3 separate regions of the Rattus norvegicus genome follow, and all the other regions are linked to region 1. The links are chromatin contacts, called in public Hi-C maps. All regions are on one chromosome and are shown on one strand. The core of a region is the stretch at or near the end of the contact, and the rest is flanking DNA. Distances in the headings are between cores, read along the strand shown. Region 1 holds the start of Adamts17 (ADAM metallopeptidase with thrombospondin type 1 motif, 17). Region 2 overlaps Adamts17 (ADAM metallopeptidase with thrombospondin type 1 motif, 17). Region 3 has its middle 35 kb from the start of Cers3.

Region 1 (4,402 bases), core at 1,049-3,548:
CGGTCACGGTTTCTCTGCTCAGCCGTGTCTTTCAAAGCATCCTTCGTAGTGGAAGAAGACTTTGAGCGGCACACATAAAAGAGGAGAGACACTACTGAGCCGCTGATCATCTGCCAAGTGTTTATTAGTGTTCCTATGCATCAGCAACGCCTGGGGTGCTGGGTGCAGACGTACACATTAGTGAAGTGGGGTTATTTGAACAACGGAGGCCTTCCATGTCCCCTTGCTTTCTCACTAACAGAGGACTATTTAACATCTGGCCCCTAATCACTGTTGCTGTTTTTAATCCAACCTCCATGAACTTGCCAAACTGAAACGGGTCCAGACAAGAAAGAATGACAAACAATGAACTGAGGAGGGCATGGGTTCGATGCTTGCTTAGCACATTTGATAGCCGGAGTGTTGTCGGGTAGTCAGCAGAGAAGACGGCCCAGCCATGGGTTTAAGCCAGTAGAAAGTCCATTAGCAAGCCAGAAATCACATGGGATGTTCAGGATCTCAGTACAGTCCTGAGCCTTCATCGGGGTGAGCTTTTAAGCACAAAACCATGTCCCGGGTTGACATACTGTTAACAAGAACAGTTAGCCAGAAGCAGAACTACAGAAGCTGAAGAGCAAGCTTAGTACACTCAGAGCCTTTCCTACAACTATGGTTGTCACAGCCTTTGGTTTAGTGTTAGAAGGTAGTTCTGTCTAGGTGCTGAGTTTTATAGCCTGAATGGCATTTGTACCATGGAGTTCGTTGTGCTAATGTCTGGGGCCTTGTTATAGGGGTCTTTGAAACGTCTGATTTGATCAATCACTTTTCTTCTTTTCTTCATAAATTCAGTAAATCTTAAAAAAAAGTGCTTATGATATGTCAGGTATCTCTCAGGCCCTTGTTTTTATTTTCAAGAATAGTCTAAATGATTAGAAGTTAGCCCTCCAGGGGGAGACAGCATAGCTTAGCTCCTTGAGTTACAGAGAAGAAACTGAACCACTCTCAGGGGAAAGACGTCCCCGGCTGTCACTACAGTTGGCTGCTGTGTGACTACACGCAGATGGGGCTAAGCATGTCTTTTTCCTTCTAGTTTCCCCCATAATGGTTGAGGTCATGGTTAAGTTCTCAAAGCTCAAGTGAGACAAAACCCTACTCATAGCCACCGGCAGAGCCTGACCCACGCCTCCTAGTCACCTTCAGCTGCCAACCAGTGAGTGGCAGCCACTGGATCAGAGACTAGATGGCAGCGCACTCTGTGATAAGCCTTTGCGGAGAGCTTCAGACAACTTACCAGGGCAGGGGCATCAAACTTCTTACCTTGTCTCTGGATGCTTTCTGGTCATATAACCCTGTGGTGAAGCCTAGATCCTGTGATGAAGGGGTGAGTCGGGGCCTGTCACAGTTTTGCTTTTTAAAAACAAGCAAGCAAACAGACAAACCAAAAATAGGTGAGATGGGGAGCCGTCTGTGACCACTGTGGTATCCTTTTCTCTGTCAGTCCTGCTTTCTGTAAGACATTTTAAAGAGGCCAATGGAATTACCTGTAGGGATCATCATATCTGCTTAGATACTGCTGGGGAAAGGAATATTCATTCTGTTCTTGAAAACCAGCGTTGAAGTTCAGGGTCTGCCACACTCAGTTCTCTGGTGTCCTACTGTGCAAACCTCAGCTAACATGCCTCCCTAAATACACCTGACCTAAAGTCAGGCTCACAAATTCAAGGCCTGGCTCTGACAGAAACGAGCTGTCCAATTTAAGCAAACTCCTTACGTTTTCTTCTCCCCGGTTTCCCAGTCTTCAGGGCAGTGTTATCACGCCTTCCTGGCTTTTGTGAATATAAAGACTTCAAGAAGCCTGTGCGCTGTGGAGACACACTGTAGATATAGAAGTCAGGTATGAACTCAGGTGTGCTAGAAACACTGGTCTGGGTCTTTCCAGCCTAAACAAGTCAAAAATAGGAGCCACTTCAATACACAATTTTTTTTTCTTGTACGTAACTGGTTGATCTGGCCTATCTTCCTGGGAAGCTATAGCAGCCTCAGAGGTGATCTCCCAACTGAGGACAAACTGAAGGCCAGGTTGGTGGCCTCCTGGCTCCTCCAGGATCCCCACAACCGAGTTGGCTCGCGCCTGCCACCTGGTGTCACAGTCTACCTACTGCCTAGAAACCACGTGTAAGAAAGTGCTTACAACCTAACTACGCACGTTGGTTTCGACCGGCTCTAACCAATACGGACAAGGAAGGCGGGGCAGAGGAAAGCAAAAGCCCAATCACCACCTACTTTCCAAGGAGAAGGTGGGGCTTAGTATTTACCATGTTGGGTTTGTCCGCAGCGCTAATTACTTTTTCCAAAGGCTGCAGGGCTTCACTCCGGCTGGCGTCGCCGCCTCACGCGCCCCTGCTCTGCCGCTACGGTCTTGGGGGCTGCTGGTCCCGAGTACCATGTGTGACGGCACCCTGCTGCCCCCTCTCGTCCTGTCCTTGCTGCTGCTGGTGTGGGGTTTGGACCCGGGCACAGGTAGTGTTCTTAACTAATGCGGCCACCTTCCCGGTGCCTTCCCGAAGCATCCTGGCGCCCGGGTGCCTGGGTGGACTGCTGACAGCATCCCCGGAGGAGGAGAGCGAAGGCCGCGGCCGGAGAACTGGCCTCTGGTTCCCCCTCGACCCCGGGTGCGATCGAGTGGCTTCGCCGGCTTAGAGAGGCCCGGCTCGGGGAGGGAAGGGAGTGCGGGGTCACGGCTGTGCGATACCCACGGAGCCCTGGGAACCCGCGCCGGAGCCGCCGGCAGCCCTGGTGGCCAGGCCGGTGCTGACGCCTGTCCTTTCTCCCCGCAGTTGTCGGCGACGCGGCGGCCGACGTGGAGGTGGTGCTCCCAAGGCGGCTGCGCCCCGACGACGTGCACCTGCAGCTGCTGCCGGGAGCAGCGGGGCTCCGGCAGTGGCGGCGACCGCGAGCATCTCCAGGCGACCCTCGAGCGGGACCGGGAGAGCGCGCCCTGCTGCTGCACCTGCCGGCCTTTGGGCGAGACCTATACCTGCAGCTGCGTCGCGACCTGCGCTTCCTGTCCCCAGGCTTCGAGGTGGAGGAGGCGGGTGTCTCAGGGCGCAGCGGACACCCTGCGGAGCTGTGCTTCTACTCCGGACAAGTCCTGGGCCACCCGGGCTCCCTCGTCTCCCTCAGCGCCTGTGGCGCCGCCGGCGGCCTGGTATTGCCCGCGCCCCCTATGGGTCTGCCTTGCCCAGTCTGTTACTTCTCCTGGGGTGGTCCCGCGGAGGGCTGGGCGGGAGAAGACCTACCTCCCTCCCTATCTCCTTCACTTGGCCTTTCTGACTGTGCCTTCCTAGCAGAGGGAACACAAGGGAAGCCCTGCCATTGTACTGGCTTCTGTTGTGTGCTGAACCTGGCCGAAGTGGGGTTGCATTGAGAAATTAGCTATAGCTCACCTAGAGGAACGAATATGAACCTGATGTTCCCACTCTCTCAGCATCAGCACAGGTGTGCATGTTTTCTGCACGTTATGGGGAAGGAGTAAAGTGTCCATTTCCTCTGTCTGGGGAATGGGGTATCTATGCACCTCTCTTCTGTCCCGTGAGCCTTTTTATACTAGGAGGGGACCCCAGGCAGGCCATGATTAGTCTCACTTTCGTTAGACGAAAGGTAAGACCAAGAGAGGTCCAGTAGTATCTTTATTTCCTTACTCCACAGTAGGCATTTATCTGAATGCACCCTCAGAGAGAACTGCAGGGTACTCACCTGTCCCAGTTGTAAACCCTCCTCTTTTCTTGAAGACCTTGCCTCGCTGTTTTGTTTGAGACAGCCATGACAAGTGCACGGAGAGGCACCGGAAGTTTGGAGTGGTTTTGCTCTCTTTGCGCTCACACTTGAGCACTTGGCTAACGTTGGTGCCCAGCCAAATTCTTCTCTGCTTCTCCAGGGTGCCCCCAAGGAGAGCACGTGGCTGGCAGATGGTTTGCCCCCGAAGAGGCTGGCATCACTCAGAGCATGCGATGTCTCCAATTGTTCTCCTATATCTTGTCACAGCAGATATCTGTGGGATAGTGGTTTCTGATACTGTGTTTTGGCAGCCTGCCCCGGGCCAGAGAAGTTGCCCCTTCACTTATTTTATATCATCACCTACACAACCAGTATTGAAGAGTAAAAGCCCATGGCTCCAAGATTACTTGACGCTCCTGCTCTCTTAGTACTGGGTCAGTGTTGGGGGACCTGTGGATCTAAATTCCTGGGAGCAGCCTGATTTTCAGGAAATTTTTAAGGTCTCATCTGAGGGTATGGTTTACTTTTGTTTGACTGGGAGACATTGGCAGCCTTGGCAAAGGAAAGCAAAGGCGCAGATTGTGGTGGAGCCTGGTAGGTGTTAGTGTGGAACGGGGGCAAAGGGTGTGGGCTGTGGGCGAGGAGG
Region 2 (4,402 bases), core at 1,283-3,782, 200 kb after region 1:
TAGAACATGCAGCCTGCGAGAACCTGCCCTGCCCCAAGGGTGTGCCCAGCTTCCGGGACCAACAGTGCCAAGCCCATGACCGACTGAGCAGCAAGAAGAGAGGCCTGTTGACAGCAATGGTGGTTGATGGTAACGGCATATGGCCCTTCCTTCCATTGTAGCCTCCCTCTCTCTTTCCCAAAGAACTATAAAACCCAGTTAGGGATGCTCAGAAGGCTCAACTCCCACCCCAGCCCACCTGAGAGGACTCCTGCCTTCTGCCCAAGTTAGTCATGGTCCTGCAATGGTGAGGTTGAGATCTCCCCGCACAGGCCACAAAGGCAGATGGTAGGCTAGATTCATTCTTCAGCAAGGCAAGTATGCTAGCATGTGTTTCCCACTATGCCCCGTTCTGAGGTACCAAGAGTAGAATGGTGTGTTTTGAGCGTGTGCCGTTTTGCTTTCCTTGGCTCACTTGGGTTGTCTTTCCTCTTGGCCTAGAGTACTTGGAAGGCTTTTGAGAACCATGCACAATGTAGGAAAGAGAATGATCAGCAGGGGTCACGTTTTCTTGCTAAAACCTTTCTCCCCCCAACTAGGAGACTGTGTGCCATAAGCTGCCACTATATTTTCAGCCCCCAGAAAGAAATCTAGGTGTTGAACCATATCTCCACTGAGTCTGTGGTGTCTGGTCATTGAAGGTGAGGACATCCAAGGCCTAGTCCAGAGTGTTGGGGTTTTGCCTAAAACCCTTCCCCTTTAAGAAACAGAACTTTGTATTGCAATACTGACAAAATGGTCCCATTTATCAAGCATACCACAAGCCAGGCACAGGTTAGGTCTACATTCACTGAGCATGTAAAAGGAGCTGCTAGGAATGGGAGGTGATGGGTTTGTGATGTCTGGGCTCCAGCAGCTGACAGAGTTGACTCAGAGAATAACCTACTGGCTCTCGGTACCCAAATACCCTGGCAGGAACAATGTAGTCACAGGCACAGTGAGGGATCAACGAAATCAGCTGAGTCTGGTGTCTACAACTTCCAAGTGGTTTCAGAAGAATAAAAGCCTTGGTTTTCCTCCCTATGAAATCCTTGTGCAGGCACCTGTGATTCCAAGTTCAAATGCGCCTAGATGTTTCAGGGTGAGGGAGCCCAAATATCCCAGGCAACAGCAGCTTCAGATCTGCAGCTCGTAGCCTAACACCCTGACCTCTCAGTTTTGTGCTATCTTGAAAATAGCATATGTTGTTTTCAATGGTACCTGCTTAGCTGAGGACCTTTGAAGTAACAGAAAGCTCATTTCCCAGACATTTTTCCTTGTATTTAAAAAAATACCTCCTTGGCAGGGGTGGGAGGGTGCCTGATCATGGCGGTGCTGTCACTCAGCCAGCAGAATTCAGGAGAAGTTCAGCTTTCTCATCCCCAACTTTCCCTGAAGAAAAAGAGAGGAGACAAGAGAATCCCCTCTCCGAAAATAGAGGGTGCTGTTGGAGGCACCCTTACTTTTCTGTCTGGGCATTAAAGTGATGCACGGGAAGCCTAGAGGCTCCCAGCTACCTCAGGCATATTCAGACCCCTGATTGGAACCAAGACATTACCAGAGACAGCCGCTACGCTCCAGGTCAGCAGCTTGCTGTGATGGGAACCACTCTGGTACCAAGGCTTCCATTGTCTCCAAAGAGCCAGGGAAGTTTGAAGCCTCTTCTGTCCTCTCTTCCTTTCCTGGAGCAAGAAGGCATTAGGGCTGAGATACCTTCACCCCTGCAACATTTCTTCTCAGCTCTGTGCGTGCGTGCGTGCGTGCGTGCGTGCGTGCGTGCGTGCGTGCGTGCGTGCGTGCGTGCGTGCGTGCGTGCGTGCGTGCGTGCGCGTGCGCGTGCGCGTGCGTGCGTGCGTGCGTGCGTGCGGTGAGGGGGGCAGTTCATTGCTTGCTTGCTTTGTTTTTAACCAGTCTTGCTTCAAGTATTCAGGGCAGAAGTCCTACTTGAGCAGCTCCATCTTAAATTTCTATTGACCACTAACTTTTGAATGAATGGCTGAATGTTTTGGTTCCCTTATCATCATAGTAACTGAGACCGCTGTCACCCAGGCCTTTTTCATGGGGAGGTTCCTTGAGGACTTTGACAGTTCTAAGTTGTATTTTCTCACACATTCGTGTCTTCCTCCATTCTACCAACGTAACAAATAATTAGATCTAACAAATGCCTTGACCTGAAAAGGCCAGCCATATTTGATAAGACTTATAGACTGGAGGTGTTCGGCCTTTGAAGGAGAGACCTCGGGTTCAGGGCTTTGCGAGGGTGGCTTGACCCAATGTCCTCTGTGGTGAAATTGCCACGACTCATTACGTATGAGGTTCCGTTTTTCTCAGTACGAACAGAAGCCAGCATTTTTAAGAGCATTTCAGAAGGGCAACAGTAGAATACTAAATGGATGATTCAGATGGCCGATGATAAATGTTCCTCTGAACCCCTCTTTCTAAAAGGCATAATTCTAGCTGAGCCATGAGAGGAGGGAGCCCTCTGGTTGGGCTCTGGCTCCTCACAGCCCAGTATAACTGCCCTATTCACAGAGCTGCTATCACTGCAGAATTCTTTGGCGAGTGACGCACGGTTCAGTCAAGGGGAAGCAGTAGTTTCTCTCCCCTCTCTCCCCTCTTTTAAAAAGAATTCTTGCAGAGGTAGACTTTCCGAAGGAGGGCTCGGGACCACAAATCCATTCCACCTCCAAAGGAGGACAAAGAGTCTCCTCAGAAAAGATCCCGAAGAGGAAAAGCCTTCAGACAGAAACCCACTGAGGTGGCCACTTGCCAAATCTGTCTCTGCTTTCCCTGTGGGATCTTGTCACAGTAGAAACGTCCAAAGGTTCAGACCCGTGTGACCAGGCCAACAGCAGGCTCCATTCCCACTAAAGTGTTGGAAGGCTGCATCCGGACAAAGTGGCTTTTTCCCAGCTCCTTTGCTTCAGATGAGAGACCTCCCCCACCCTCCAGTCTGAGTGTCTGAGTGTCTGAGTGTCTGAGTGAATAGGGATGGGAGGGTCAGAGTCGTGACTCCTACTCAGCCAAGTGGCCCAGAGATGGAGGAGCATTGTGACAAAGATGGAGGGTGTTCCCAAAGGACCAGTGAGAGGCTGGAACCAAGATATCTGAAAAGATTAGGCCCTTCTTCTATGGCCTTCAAGAGCCCTGCCTCCAGTGCCAGCTACCTTTCTCTAAACGTCTCCAACAGCCAACCATGGAAACCCACTGCTCCGATTAGATAAATCTGGGTCACATCTCCAAATCCTTCGAGGTCACTTATGGCTCAGAATTCAAAGCTCTGTAATGTTTGAAAGGCAATGGTAACTGGGTAGCCACATAATAACGCCCCCTGCTTACACTCAAGGGGACACATGGCACCCTTCCTGGGGGTGGGGAGGCTAATAAGGTGGGTTCTCATTCCTGTCAGGAAACACTGGTTTTGCAGCCAGATAGTTTGCCACAATATAAGAAAACACTCATTCTCAGAGCTTTGCATATCTCTGAATTATAAGTAAGATAACCTAGCCTTCTCTAAGGCCCACCAGCCATGAGCCATGGCCTCTCTGTGACATGGAGTTTCAATGTTGAATTATCAGGGTCATTCTGGCTGTGGTAAGTGCTGTCTCCTTAACTGAGACCTGTCTGGAGGGTCTAGCTACTCAGAAAGAAAGACTCTGATTGGTCTCTTCATAGTCAGATGGACTTTACTGACCCAATCAGCTAAAGCCTGGGTCCCAGGGACTGGTTATGAAGTCCTGGTGGACAGCTTGTGGGAGAGAAGATTGAGCAGCCAAGACAGAAGACAGAACCTAGATAATCACTCATTCTGGCCTCAGCATTAACTAGACTCTGTCTTAAAACTAAAGACAAAATAAGACTTTGTAACAGAGAGCAGTAAGAACACTGTGAACCGCAGTGTCCATGTTCCCTCTGGTGCTCAGGAGGAATTCCAGACCTCTAAGCTGATGTAATCGCCAGCTCTCAAACCTCAGAGCCCATCTTTCTTGCCTTGGCTGTGGCTTCTGCTTCCTCTGGTCAGTCAGAAACCCTGGCCAACAGGCAGGCCTCTGAGAAGCCAGACAGAAGCCTCCGCCAGAATTCATCTAAGTGTACACCATCCACGCAGGAGGCGTGTTCCAGGCATCTTTCCTTGCTGTGCACAACTGTACAGCTTTTAGGATTTCGTCCCCTCCCTTACTTTTAGGGATGGAAGAGTTCTCATGCTGTGCTCAGAGCTGAAACCCACCACCTCGTGATATTTAAAGGGAGCTTTGCTCCTAGAGATATAACTTCCCACTCATACAGAAGGGGACTAGTCAGAGAATTTGGAAGGACTATGAACTCCTTTCTCTCAATTGAAAAGGACTGTCCTCAATCCCATGGGAGAAAGAACTGAGTATAG
Region 3 (4,402 bases), core at 878-3,377, 140 kb before region 1:
GCTGCATTTTGCCCAACACTGGAAGTGTATTCTTATTTGTTTTTAAAATACCAAGTAGCCACACTTCAGCCATTTTTAGTAACAGTTGCATTGATGCCTCATAATTATCTAGTACACCTAGCATGCTAGATTAATTAGCTTGATAAAAATACTAGTCACACAACAAGGCATGGAGTCCAAGCAGGTTACCTTGTGCAAAGGTCCCAGTCTCATTGCAGCCTCTTTCAACCATTGTTACACACTCAGATGCTTGCCCTTAACATGTTTTTCTGGCAAGGGCCTCTCAGATTTCTGGTGTGGGAAGCTGCTTCAGTTGGTTCCAGACCATTAATTCTAAGTGGCCCTGTGCTCTCTGTACTTGACCCCCCTAGCAGCGTCCGTCGCAGAGTACTTGAGTCAACAGCCTTTCCATTTGTCAGGTTCTTTTTCCATTGTCCCCAGTGTATCCACAGCACTATCACTTCATAGATATCACAAACAGGAGAGATTCCTCTCAGGAGCTGGAGAATGGGGAAGACAGGTGTGTCGACAATTAGAACATGGAGTTTATGTGCGTTCTCGAGATGTCACCTCCTAGTCAAGGTGCTCTTTAGCTCCCAGAGGTGATGGTAAATGGTGGGTGCCTTGACAAGGCCTTACAAGATGAAGCCACTTGCATCATCACAGGCTGGGAAAGTGGTTGGCCGAGCCAAGTAGAGGCTTCTAGGTAGTCTGGTCTCAACATTCTCTCATAAGCATCATTGTAATTGTTTCCTATCACGGGGACACAGGGTCTTGGATGTGGGTGAAAATGAAAATTGTTGCAGCTGTGAGTATGGGTGGCAGTGGTGTCATAAGGTCTGGAAAGGTGTATTCAGGTCAGATGACCCAGCATGCTGAACTGAGGGATTTGAATAGTTTCTCTAAGCAGTGGAGAGCTGGCAAAGCCTTTGACTAAATGCAGGTAAATTCTGAGGCAGCCATTCCATAAATCTCAGACCCTGTTCTGCCCAATGCTAGCAGAGTGGAGGGAGTGTCTCTGAACTAGAGGATACCAGGGGTGACCAAAGTCAGAACAGCACTTGCATTGAATATCTGGGTGTTGAAAACCACCCCCTTCCCAGCTTTTTTTTTTTTCCACATCAGCTCCCAGAGCACCTATAACTCCAAGTAGGAAACTAGAATAAACTTTTCTGGAAGAATGTAAGGCAAGAGGAACATCTGAAGAGATGGACACTGAAGCTTTGCCGGAAGAAATGCCTCAACCAAGTCCATGCTAAGTGGAGCCCACAGTGGCAAACCTCCCCATGTGCAAATGCCAGTGGGCATAAAAGCACACAGTCTTAGTTAGGGTTTCACTCCTTTGAAGGGAAACCATCACCAAAGCAACTCTTAGAAGTGACTGCATTTAATTGGAGCTGGCTCACAGTTTCAGAGGTTCAGTCCATTATCATCACGGCAGGAAGCATGGCAGTGACTGGGCAGACATGGTGCTGGAGAAGGAGCTGTGAGTTCTATATCTTGATCCCAAGGCAGCCAGTAGGAGACTGACTCTTCCACATTGGGTGGGGCTTAAGCATAAGAGGAGACCGCCAAAGCCCACCCCTACAGTGACGCACTTCCTCCAACAAGGCCACACCTCCTAATAGTGCCACTCCCTATGGGCCAAGTATATTCAAACCACCACACACACCAAGGCATGGACGACCAAATCACTGGGCCCTTGGGAAGAGTACCAGGGAAAGCTGAAGCTAAGACACACAACATACTAAGAGGAGGAAAGAGTTGATGTAGTAGCCTCAGAGACGAGACCAAAAGGGTAGCAAGTGAAAAGTAAACCCTTTTAAAACAATGACAGAAACCAAAAAGATTTCGGGAGAAATGTGTAAGATTTTTATTCTGAAATCTAAAGAGCTTAGCACAGAGACAAATAGGGAATCAGGACAGAGACACTATCACATCTGAAAACCAGTTTGCAGGGTTTGGTACTAAATGAGACCTCTGGGCATAGAAGAAAGGGGAATAGAAAGAATTAGGGTGGGGCAGGGAAGTGCTAAAGAATTCAGGAAAGTGTTAGGACTGAGTTAGAGTCTTAAACAGTGGTCAAGTGTAATTGAAGGGAGGTCCCCTGCAACAAAGAGCCTTCTATTCATACACAGGGCGGCTGCTGCTGCTGCTGCTGCTGCTGCTGCTGCTGCTGCTGCTGCTGCTGCTGCTGCACTGAGGGTGGTGGTGTGATGAAAATGACTTAAATGAAGAACAAGTCTTGAGAAGAAAATAATGAGCTACATTTTCACCTAGTGCTTTTTAGCACTGATGTCAGCACAAGATGGTGGCCAGCAGACAGAAAACCTCTGCTGCAAATCAGAAGGGCATCATTAGAGCAAGGTATAGGAGCTATTTACGTGCAGATGTGACATTCGCTGAAGATATGCTGACCTGAGGACAGAGACAAGAGGGAAAGGGGTTGCTGAGGGTCTGAGCAGAAGGAAAGTAAGAAAGAAACACAAAGACATGCAAGGTAGGGACAAGAACTTGGGCAGGGTGTCAAGAAGGAAGCTACATATGGAGTTCAGGGTGTGGGATAAAGAGTCTGAGAAGAGGTACGTGGATCACTAAGGCACTATCGGCACACTGGAGCTAGGCTTAGCAAACTGCTTGCTATGTAAGCATGAGAACCTAAGCCCAGTTCCCAGAACCCTCAGGAAAAGCACACACAATGGTTCGAGCCCGTAACAATGTTTGGGAGCTAGAGGCAGGAGGATACGTGCCTTACTGTCCAGCCAGTCTAGCTGAATTGGTGAGCTCCAGGTCCAGTGAGAGCCCTAGTCTCAAAACAAGGGGTGGACCTGCTGACAAGAATGATGTCTGAGGCTGACCTCTGTTCTCTATGTTCACATGAGCATGCCGGTACACACATGTGCACAGATGAGTTCAAGTACACATATATACACACACAATACATGAAAGTTCTTTGGCTTAGCGTTCCCTAGGATGAGGAGCTCACGGGATCCCCTCCCTGAGGATCTATAGTCAGTTACTGGTTTCTGGAAGAGGGGAAGACATTTCTTTCAGTGATGAAGACACTGATAGGTTGTCTAAGTTGTTTACTTACAATCCTAAGTAAACCTAATCAGATTCCTTGGTCACATACATGCACACATGCTTGGTCACATCTATGCACACACATGTAAAAGAAGGCATAAGAGTAGAAGCAGGATTAAATGGAAGAGGAGGGCACGTGGGGGAACAAGGCTGAGAAAACGAGATTAAAATTTAATTTAAAAATTACTTTAAGTTACCAGTGCATTTGGAGAAGTCGGCTTAGTCAGACCCAAGTACACAGGGAAAGAGAGGACAGACTACACAGGGACAATGTTTTTCAACCTATTTGAGTTTTCTGTGCCATGTGAATACTGGAATTTTGAGTGGCAACCTTGACATAACAGGCTCCGAGCATGCCATCCATCAGAAACAGTTGAACTCCATCGTTGAAAAGGGCATTCCAGGTCATTGACATCACCCTGAATTTACCTGCCACCCATCTTCTCTCCTCTTCCTCTGGTATGCAGGGCCCATGTCCACACTGTGTGACACAACCTAGTAGGACTCCAATTGGCAGACTTGTGAGGCATAGGTGTTTGGAAATGTGACCTACATATTGAGCTACAAGTGGACTCACTCATTCACAACATGCAAAGGCACTTTGCTGGGCTGAAATAGCCATGTGCAAATCGTAGCTATGAAAATGTCTTTTAAAAACTCTATTGTCATAGATCAATAGCAAACTAATTCTTAATGTTCTGGTTATTCTTAGGCTGATGGAGATGAACTCAGACCAAGCCCTTTATGGATAAAGCCATGCATCCTCCCACGGTGCATATACTGTTGAAGTACAATAAAGACAATAGTGGCCCCTGCTGAAATTTGCAGTTGATGTTGAGCTTTATGAAGTCATTGGACTTAACTGTTGCCCAGTTTCCGTATGGGGTGAAGTGGATGTTTGTAAAGACCCTGATTGCATATGTTTCTCCTTTTCTGGAATTTAGTTTTACTTTCAAGCACTGGGTCTCTGGTATTTAGACAGAAGTATAAACAGTATAAGGTGTGCTCTGTCCTTGACTTCCTTCCCATCATGAAAAGCTCAGGTGGTAGGTCTTCTTTTAAGGTGTGTGTGTGTGTGTGTGTGTGTGTGTGTGTGTGTGTGTGTGTGTGTGTGTGTGTGTGAATATCATGTAAGTGCTATGTCCCAGAGACCAGAAGAGGGCATCAGATCCCTTGGAGCTGGATCTAATGGATCTTGTGAGCCACCAAGGATTACGAGCCACCCGCATGGCTACCGGCAACTGAACTCCGGTCTTCTGTAAGAGTAGCGCATGTTCTTTGTCGCTGAGTCATTCCTAAGCTCAGTATTTAAGCTAAG

Evidence for each region. Hi-C and Micro-C count contacts between places; a contact is called where the count stands out from the background.
Region 2: a contact with region 1 is called in a Hi-C map of Schwann cells, with 3 times the contacts expected there. The contact joins the enhancer-like site here to the promoter of Adamts17 in region 1. A contact is called at or near these places in 1 of 12 Hi-C or Micro-C datasets (Schwann cells) and 1 of 1 datasets of contacts at active chromatin or transcription factors (oligodendrocytes).
Region 3: a Hi-C map of Schwann cells shows a contact between it and region 1, with 5 times the contacts expected there. The contact joins the enhancer-like site here to the promoter of Adamts17 in region 1. A contact is called at or near these places in 10 of 12 Hi-C or Micro-C datasets (the A7r5 cell line, Schwann cells, frontal cortex and 5 more) and 1 of 1 datasets of contacts at active chromatin or transcription factors (oligodendrocytes).

Annotation. Positions count from the first base shown.
Region 1 is chr1:129,853,765-129,858,166 of GRCr8, forward strand. Adamts17 (ADAM metallopeptidase with thrombospondin type 1 motif, 17) reads left to right here and starts at 2,299. Exons shown (of 23, transcript XM_218753.11): 1 at 2,299-2,499; 2 at 2,817-3,187. The coding sequence starts at 2,424.
Region 2 is chr1:130,054,254-130,058,655 of GRCr8, forward strand. Adamts17 (ADAM metallopeptidase with thrombospondin type 1 motif, 17) reads left to right here. Exons shown (of 23, transcript XM_218753.11): 13 at 1-129. Among named protein-coding and RNA genes, the nearest start is that of Lysmd4, 190 kb to the right of the region's middle. Within about 2 kb of position 2,533, at least 29 of the 93 cell types and tissues checked have an H3K27ac peak or open chromatin away from gene starts, as enhancers often do. A contact at or near this core is called in Schwann cells, where this site is marked.
Region 3 is chr1:129,711,229-129,715,630 of GRCr8, forward strand. No RefSeq gene overlaps it. Among named protein-coding and RNA genes, the nearest start is that of Cers3, 35 kb to the right of the region's middle. Within about 2 kb of position 2,128, at least 1 of the 93 cell types and tissues checked has an H3K27ac peak or open chromatin away from gene starts, as enhancers often do. A contact at or near this core is called in Schwann cells, where this site is marked.